Linked DNA regions of Mus musculus: region 2 is linked to region 1. Evidence: chromatin contacts called from public HiChIP or PLAC-seq data. All regions are on one chromosome and are shown on one strand. Each heading gives the region's core, a stretch centred on a gene start, on an enhancer-like site or on the middle of the called end of the contact. The rest is flanking DNA. Distances are from core to core; before and after follow the strand shown. Region 1 overlaps Mctp1 (multiple C2 domains, transmembrane 1). Region 2 holds the start of A830082K12Rik (RIKEN cDNA A830082K12 gene).

Evidence for each region. HiChIP or PLAC-seq counts read pairs in DNA pulled down with a chosen protein or histone mark.
Region 2: an H3K27ac HiChIP or PLAC-seq map of SST interneurons shows a contact between it and region 1, with 6 times the contacts expected there. The contact joins the promoter of A830082K12Rik here to the enhancer-like site in region 1. A contact is called at or near these places in 3 of 39 promoter capture datasets (the C10 cell line, cranial neural crest and liver), 1 of 484 Hi-C or Micro-C datasets (cortical neurons), 4 of 115 datasets of contacts at active chromatin or transcription factors (SST interneurons, astrocytes, embryonic forebrain and 1 more) and 2 of 9 other capture datasets (adipose tissue and liver).

The regions. Positions count from the first base shown.
Region 1 is chr13:76,894,512-76,898,392 of GRCm38.p6, forward strand. The region is part of intron 16 of Mctp1 (multiple C2 domains, transmembrane 1); the gene reads left to right. Among named protein-coding and RNA genes, the nearest start is that of Slf1, 240 kb to the right of the region's middle. Within about 2 kb of position 2,085, at least 11 of the 459 cell types and tissues checked have an H3K27ac peak or open chromatin away from gene starts, as enhancers often do. A contact at or near this core is called in SST interneurons, where this site is marked.
Region 2 is chr13:78,195,982-78,199,862 of GRCm38.p6, forward strand. A830082K12Rik (RIKEN cDNA A830082K12 gene) reads left to right here and starts at 2,036. Exons shown (of 3, transcript NR_045195.1): 1 at 2,036-2,241. Nr2f1 (nuclear receptor subfamily 2, group F, member 1) reads right to left here and starts at 2,892. Exons shown (of 3, transcript NM_010151.3): 1 at 2,139-2,892. The coding sequence starts at 2,592.

The DNA.
Region 1 (3,881 bases), core at 835-3,334:
TGCCATCTTGCCTGTGCTATTTCCCAGTCAGGGTTGTTAAAAATAAGCAACCTTGGGTCTGAATTCACCTAGTCTGGCACGATGATGTGAAAATCTCCAGTAGAGCTGTTCAACTTTTCCAGAGAAGCTGGCTTAATACTTGCTTCATTTAGAAATGTCCCTGGCATGAAAGGAAATAAAGATAGACTTGCCATCCTCTTTTTGCTTTGAGCTGTCACTCCAAAAGCTCAGGAAAATTCTTCCTGCACTGCAAATTGACCTGGTACTACCTATCCAAACTACAGGCACTGCAGACAAAAGTGTCATCAATTGAAGAGCTGACACCAGACAATACTCTTTATTTGGAATTTTAAAATTATAGAGCTCTCCATGCACCCCAAATGCCATAAGAAGCCTTTGTAGGTGTTCTCTTCCTTAGTCATCTCTCTAGAGAACAAGCTGATTGGGTTGGGTCTTCCTCAATTCTCCATCCCCATCCTTCATCTTTAACAATTAAGGGGAAATAGTTCTGTCTAAAAAGCATAGTTGCATGAACCCTCCTTAGAAAAAGGGACAAGGCCCCAAAGAATAAAGGAAATGAGTAGATCATAGAATCAATTTTCTACGATACACTCTGTGGGTATCATTATTGTACTTTACCCACAGGAAGACAGTTAAATAACTTACCCAAAGGCACACAACATTTGTGTTTTTAACCATAATCATGCTTCCTTTATAGGCTGAATTTTGGTACATCCCACTTTTCCTCGGGCAAGTTTCTCTCATGAGTTCTAGCAAAGACAGTAGTACTAACTCTACCTCAAAGCATATACATTGATAGAGAACATTCATTGACTCCTACCCCAGAGCTCACTGTTAATTCAGGGAAGTGGGGCCAATATTTATTAAGCAAATATTATGCATCAGGTTCCCTGGTAAGCCTTTTGGAGACATCACTTCTTCTCATTCTCAAGGATAATTATATCAAGTAAACTGTTCTCAAATGCTTTTATCACTAATTTGTAAGTAAGGAAATTGAAAGGCAAGATAAACAGTAAACTCCACAGAGTCAGTGTGTTGTGAAACAAAGCCTACCATTTTCTCAAGCCTTAGCTGTTTTTGTAGTGTGTACTTAGGCATATCTTCCTCCAGAGGACCTCTTTAGGTATCCAAGACATTCTGCAGAACCCCCCAATGCTTCAGGTTGCCCTCAGATTTCTCAAGATTTTTCTGTGACTTCTCATGGGATGATACCAGACATCTGCTCCAGACCAGATGCTACCGTTAATTTTGAGCATGTTTGTGGCCTGAGGTGTGGCTTTCTAGTCACTCAGGTGAGTACAGGGATGCTAAGTAAAGCTGAGCATTCTCCATAGTTGTGAATAATGTCTTGATATTTGTTGGCATATGGACAGTCTTCCAGCAGGATTTCTTAATTACACTTTAAAAGTACATTCATCTCCACTGACGTGATATGCCTCCTACACAGCAGTCTTGGTTACTCATCAATGGTGGCATGAAAAATCCTGAAGAGTGGAGCAGATCAATGAAATCATTCTGATTCATGGAATTACTGTGCATAAATTGAGACAAAGTCTGCCTTGTTAAAACAGTAGTAAATACTGGAATGTTCAGTTAGTTCTTCCCTATGACAAAGTATTAGATTCTTCTTCTCCTTTCTAGAATAGTACAGAATTTGTTTTCAGATCCACTTAAAAACCAGAATACTTACCTCTAGAAACAAAGCTTGTAAGGGAAGAACTGCTGTCATACTGTTTGAAAATTTGGAACGGTCACCACAGAAACATTTGGTCTGTCCTGAATCCCTGTCAGCCGAACACATTTATTATGTTTTCTGCCAGTGCTCTTGTCTAGAAAAGCAGTCCTTTGTGTAACAATTGAATATGTAGACTAAATGAGGCAAAGAGGATCTAAAGGGACTGTCCAAAGCCAAGCTGAGAGAGGAGAGGGCCTTTGTATATACACTTACATTCTACTTCAATAGTTTCATCATTCCCCAAAACTAACTTAGACCACAAGTCTTCTGTGTTTGCATCTCAGTACCAAAAAAGACCACATATTCAGTGCTCTTAACAGAAGCAGCTCTGAGTCACACAGCCTCTAAACATATCTAAAAATGGATGATCACTCTTTTCTTCTTTTGTGCTTTCAACCATAACTTTTCCCAACTTTTTCAGAAGGTTAGCAGCTTGCAAAAATCTGAGGAGAACCATGAAAAGATCAGACCTTTAGTTCCTAAAGCGATCTAGAGCATAAGGAGGTTGAAAGTAACAGCTAATTAGATACCATGGAAAAGTGCCTCCCGGACCACGTTCAGAGACATCTGCCAACTGCGTAGAACGCTACTGTAACTCACAGATGTTTATCACTGCATCAGAATTTGAGTATGACCACATGCTTTCCACTCATTCCAGCTCCTCTCCCTTGACCTTTACTGATGTGCTCTGGGATGTGCAGCAGTCCCCCCTCCCACACACAGTACCCTTTAAAGAACCAAAGGCAGGGAGGAAGATGAAAGATGCTTCCTCCTGTGGTAGATGAGGAAACAGGCGAAACAAGATGGTGACTTCAGCAGAGCAGGTCACTTTTTTTGGGGTGGGGTGGAGTGGGGGATGCTCTGTGTGGAATAGATGTACAAAGCAGACTACCATGAATGTGATGCCTTCCCCCTGAAGTCCAGGGAGCCATGTCACCCCATGCACTAATGTGTAGCCTAGTTGGAACACTTTGACTCATTGCCACAAAAGTCCATTATGCACTATGGCTCTGCAGCCAGAGGGAGTGGCATCTGACATCTTAGCACAACCCAGCTTGATGCTCTGAGGCTCCTCCTTCACTCTCTGTAGCAGAGCACCAATTACCCTAAAGCCCCTGATAGCAAGTGGGGTTTGAGGATTAAAAAACTTGGGGAGATGATGGGACAGTGTCTTCTCAAGAGCAACACCAAGAACATAGGGAGTCCACCATGTATTTAGTTTCCAAATCCCAAGTACCCTGAACACATTCTCCTCTTTTCTGTAAAGTATATTTATACATGCACATTTTTATTGTTCATTCTACATATTTTAAATGTATCATATCAACCCTAATCTAAGTTCATCCACATTTATGTTCAACAGCATAGCTATAATCATCCTCTCTGGTGTTAGGAAACCTTCTAACAAACACATGAATGATAACATCTGCATAGTTTTTACTGTAAAAAAATATTATAATGTTTTTCTTATTAAACACTTTTTTAATTAGATGTTTTCTTTATTTACATTTCAAATGTTATCCCATTTCAGAGTTTCCCCTCTGAAAATCCCCTATCCTCTCCTCCCTCCCCCTGCTCCCCAACTCACCCACAACCATTCATGGTCCTGGCATTCCACTATGCTGGGGCATAGAGCCTTCACAAGACCAAGGGCCTCTTCCCCCATTGATGACCAACTAGGCCAACCTCTGCTACATATACAGCTAGAACCACAAGTCCCACCATGTGTTTTCTTTGATTGGTGGTTTAGTCTGAGTGAACTCTGGGGGGTACTAGTTAGTTCATATTGTTGTTCCTTCTATGAGGCTGGAGACCCCTTTAACTTCTTGGGTCCTATCTCTAGCTTCTTCATTGAGGACCCTGTGCTAACTCCAGTGGATAGATGTGAATATCCATTTCTGTATTAGTCAGGCATTGGCAGCGCCTCTCAGGAGACAGCTATATCAGGCTCCTGTCAGCAGACTCTTGTTGGCATCTACCTAGTGTCTGGGTTTGGTAGTTGTTTATGGGATGGATCCCCAGGTGGGGCAGTTTCTGCATAGTTGTTCCTTCAGTTTCTGCTCTGAACTTTGTCTCAGTAACTCCTTCCATGGGTATTTTGTTCCCCCTTCTAAAAAGGATTCTG
Region 2 (3,881 bases), core at 786-3,285, 1.3 Mb after region 1:
AAGAAAGTACCACCCAACCTCCCAGCTACTAAGAAGCAACACAGATATAAATGAAATCCTTTCAGAATGATACAAATCAAAGTTTCTCTTTTAAAAATGAAACCTGAGAAAGCCACAAACCTTAGAGTACTCTTCACTTGTAAACAAGCAGCAAGTGTATAAAATGTTCCCATAATCTCTAAAGTGCTACAGAATAATTTTTAAAAGATACAAGTTATATATATATATCTTACTGAGTTGGACTACCAGCAAGCATAACACACACCTCCTCCCATCTTCCCTCCTCCAGACTGCCCCATACAAATTTCTCACTATTAAAAGAAACAGAAAATTAAAAAATTTCAAAGAAGTTGAACTTACAGTAGCCAAACATATTGAAAAAAAGTAGGAACTACAATTAATGTCTGTCCTGTGCGATGCCACTGCAACCTGCAGCCAGCTTTGCCCAGTGAATGCGCGAGCTTGCAACTGCAAAAACACTGGATTCATTACCCATCTGAATGCAAAACGTAAGCATGCATTGAGTTCTTAAAGCTGACCAAAGTTTTTTTTTTTTTTTTTTAAATGTGTATGTTTTACTTCAACAGTGCCAGCATTTTCAATTGCCATGTAAACAAAGACAACTCTAGGGAAAGTTAGGGCTACTGAACTGCCATCCCCCAACAAATTAGTAGAGCGAGGTCCATGTCCACAGAGCTGTCCTACCTCAGGCTCTACATCATTTTCTTTGGTTCTAATTCCAACAAGAGTTTCAGTGCGGTTTACGCTCTTTGAAACACAATGGTTAGAATACTTTTTCTAATTATAGTTTTGAACTTGGCAGTTATTTTTCAATTAAATGAGAGCACAATTCAAAGTTTTTTTGTTTTTTTTTGTTTTTTGTTTTTTTTTTTTTCAGATGCCTAAACAATCTCCCTGGAGCTAGCAATGGAGTCGTCATATTTGCCTTCTCCTTGAGATCTGAAGGAATTCAATTTCTTTTCTTGTGGCATATAAAATATAATTTTGAAGTCAATTACAAGAAGAAGTAATCTATGTTCTTCGAAATTGACTGGTTCACTAATTTGACTATAAGATATGTTTAATGATTGCCAGGAGATAAACTTTAACTATAAACCGCTAAATATATTTGTAAGAAAAGTGTTCCATCTCATGCCACATGAATATGAAGCATATCCAAATTAAACATCAAAAGTTGTGCTTAATAAAAAAAAAATCTCACACATCGATTAAATGATGCAGAAGCTCAAGCCAGCTGCAGTCTGTGCATTATAGCCAGATCAGAAGGATCGGTAAATGCCGTTGTAAATTGTAATTTGTATGCAGTATTTAAGCAGAGGGTGGAGTTTGATGAAGAAATAAAACGAGTATCAAGCTTTAAAAATGACACTACTATGAAAGCAGGGTTCAGTCACAAACTTTCCTTTCAAAGTATAGGGGTGAAAACAAGGCCACAGCTCGGGAGGAGGCGGCCCCAGATCCCTGAAGAGGAGAGGGAGCCAGTGAACAGGCCAGAAGCCCCCCTTCCCCCCTAATTAGACCTACAAGTGCAATAAATCTCACTCCTCTTTTTCCAAGCTAAGCTTCCTAAAGGATGGTGGCAGCAATGAATCTATGGTTCAGGGTCCTCCAGCCCCAGTCCTCTCCCATTATAAATAAAAGGTACGATGAGGCAGAGGAGAAAGTAGAATGGGAAAAACAAAAAAAACCAAAAAACAAAAACACACACGGAGAGAAACGGTTTTCTGCAGAAAATCATCACCCCTCCCAAGTTCATGCTAGCACAGCCCCAAGCATCCTCACACACAAGCGGGAACGAGACACACACGGAGCACATCCAACAGAGGAAGGGAGGGATTTTTAAGCTACAGCTCACGATCCCAGGGACACAATCTTGAGCAGGCAGCGGGCGGGGTGGAGGAGCCGGGGAGAGGAGCGCAGGGCGGGAGGGGGAGGCAGCGGCAGCGAGCTGGGGGGGGGGGGACGCTGGGGGAGGAAAGCAGCGAAGACTGGGAAGCCCGGACCGGCTGGGACCACAGAAGCCCCATCCCCACAGCCACAGGCACCAAGGCGAGAGAGAAAGAAAGAGCAGGGAGGCGGGCGAAGCGCAGGGAGAGAAGCAGAGAAGAAATATTCACCTTCCCGCCTCATGCCCACTTTGAGGCACTTCTTGAGGCGGCAGTATTGGCACTGGTTGCGGTGGTGCTGGTCGATGGGACAGTTCCTGTTGGCACGGCATGTGTAAGTTAAGTTCCTGCGGACGCTCCTCTTGAAGAAACTTTTGCAGCCCTCGCAGGTGAATTGGCCGTAGTGCTTGCCGCTCGACTTGTCCCCGCACACCACGCACTCGATGTGCTGCTGGCTCTGGCCTGAACCGGGCGGGCCCTGGCCCTTGTCCCCTGCCGTGCCGGGGGTGGCGGGCGCTCCGGGCTGGCCCGGGGTCTGCGGCGTGTGCGGCGCGCCGGAGCCCGCCTGCTGCTGCTCGCCGCCGCCGCCGCCGCGGGCTGCCTGCGCTGCGGGGTTGGGGCCGCCGGGGTTGCCCCCGGCCACGTCGTCCTGCGGATCTCGCCAGCTGCTAACTACCATTGCCATATCTTTGGGCCCAGGGAGCGCTGGGGGGAGCCGAGCTGCTCGCCGAGGGCCGCGGGGCGCGCGGGCGCGCTGGGAGGGGAAGGGGAAGGGGAAGGGGGGAGGGGGAGGGGGCGGGGGGCCCACCGGGCGCCCCGGGGTCGCCGGAGCCGAGCCCGAGCCGGGCACCGGCCTCTGCCTGCGCCGCCGCCGCCGCCGCCGCCGTTACTGCCTCAGCCGCCCCGCTGCTGCTGCGCGCCCGCCCGCCCTGCTGGCGTTTTGTTGTGGTTCCTGCTGTTTTCTTTCTCTCTTTTTGCAGCCCCCCCAGGCTCTCAGGCTCCCCCCCCCCAACACCCCTGCTCCCCTCGCCCGCTCCCCCCGCACTCCGTTCCTGGGGGGGCCTCTCTCTCTCTCCCCCCTCCCCACCCCCCAGCGAGCGAGCTCCCTTCTCTCGCTTTTTTCTTCTTCCCCAACTTGCAAAATCAGAAATGGCACAGGCGGCAGCCGGGAGCGGCGCGGGGCGCAGCGCCGGGGGCGGCGGGCATGGGCCACGGCGCGCGCACACTCTCGCCCTCCGCCTCGCCCGCACCCCCGCGCACACACACACTCGCACACACACTCGCTCACCCGCGCCGGGCGCCCGCCCGCCCGCCCGCCCGCCCGCTGGCCGCTGGCCGCTGGGGCTACGCGCAGAGCGCGGGCTGAGCCGACATAGAGGAAGCGGCGAGGGCGGCGGCGGCCGCGGAGGAGGAGGTCGCGGCTGCAGACGCTGCTGGAGGAGCTGGCCGCCGCTGCGTGCTCCGCTGGAGGAGCCCGGGCCCGGGCGGGAGTCCGAGCCGGAGTCGGGGCCGCAGCCCGAGAGCGAGCCGAGGCCGGTGCTGCCCGTGCCGCCGCCGCTGTCCTGGCGGGAGCCCTCGCCCGGTTTCAAGAGTGCGGGGAGCTGGGAGAGTCGAGCAGGATCGGGACGAAGCTGCCGGCGAGGATCAGGGCGCTCGGGTGTCTGGGGGCCAGGTCCAGGGCCGGACGCAGCCAGCCATTCAGGAAGGCAGCGCTGGAGAGCGGGAGGCAGCCGGCGAGGAAGATCACACACTTTGCTCTTTTTGTTGTGCGGGTGGCGCCGGGTTCTCTCTGCCTTCTTCTTTCGGGAGGTGACGGAAGGGGGAGAAAAATACGAGATAATTCACGCCAGCGACGAATTCACAGCGAAATAGGAAAAAAATAAAAATCAGAAGAAAATGCTTGAGAAAATAAGGAAAAAGAGAAAGCGAGAGAGACATCCAAAGTAGGTCGAATAAATAATCCTCTTCTTTTCC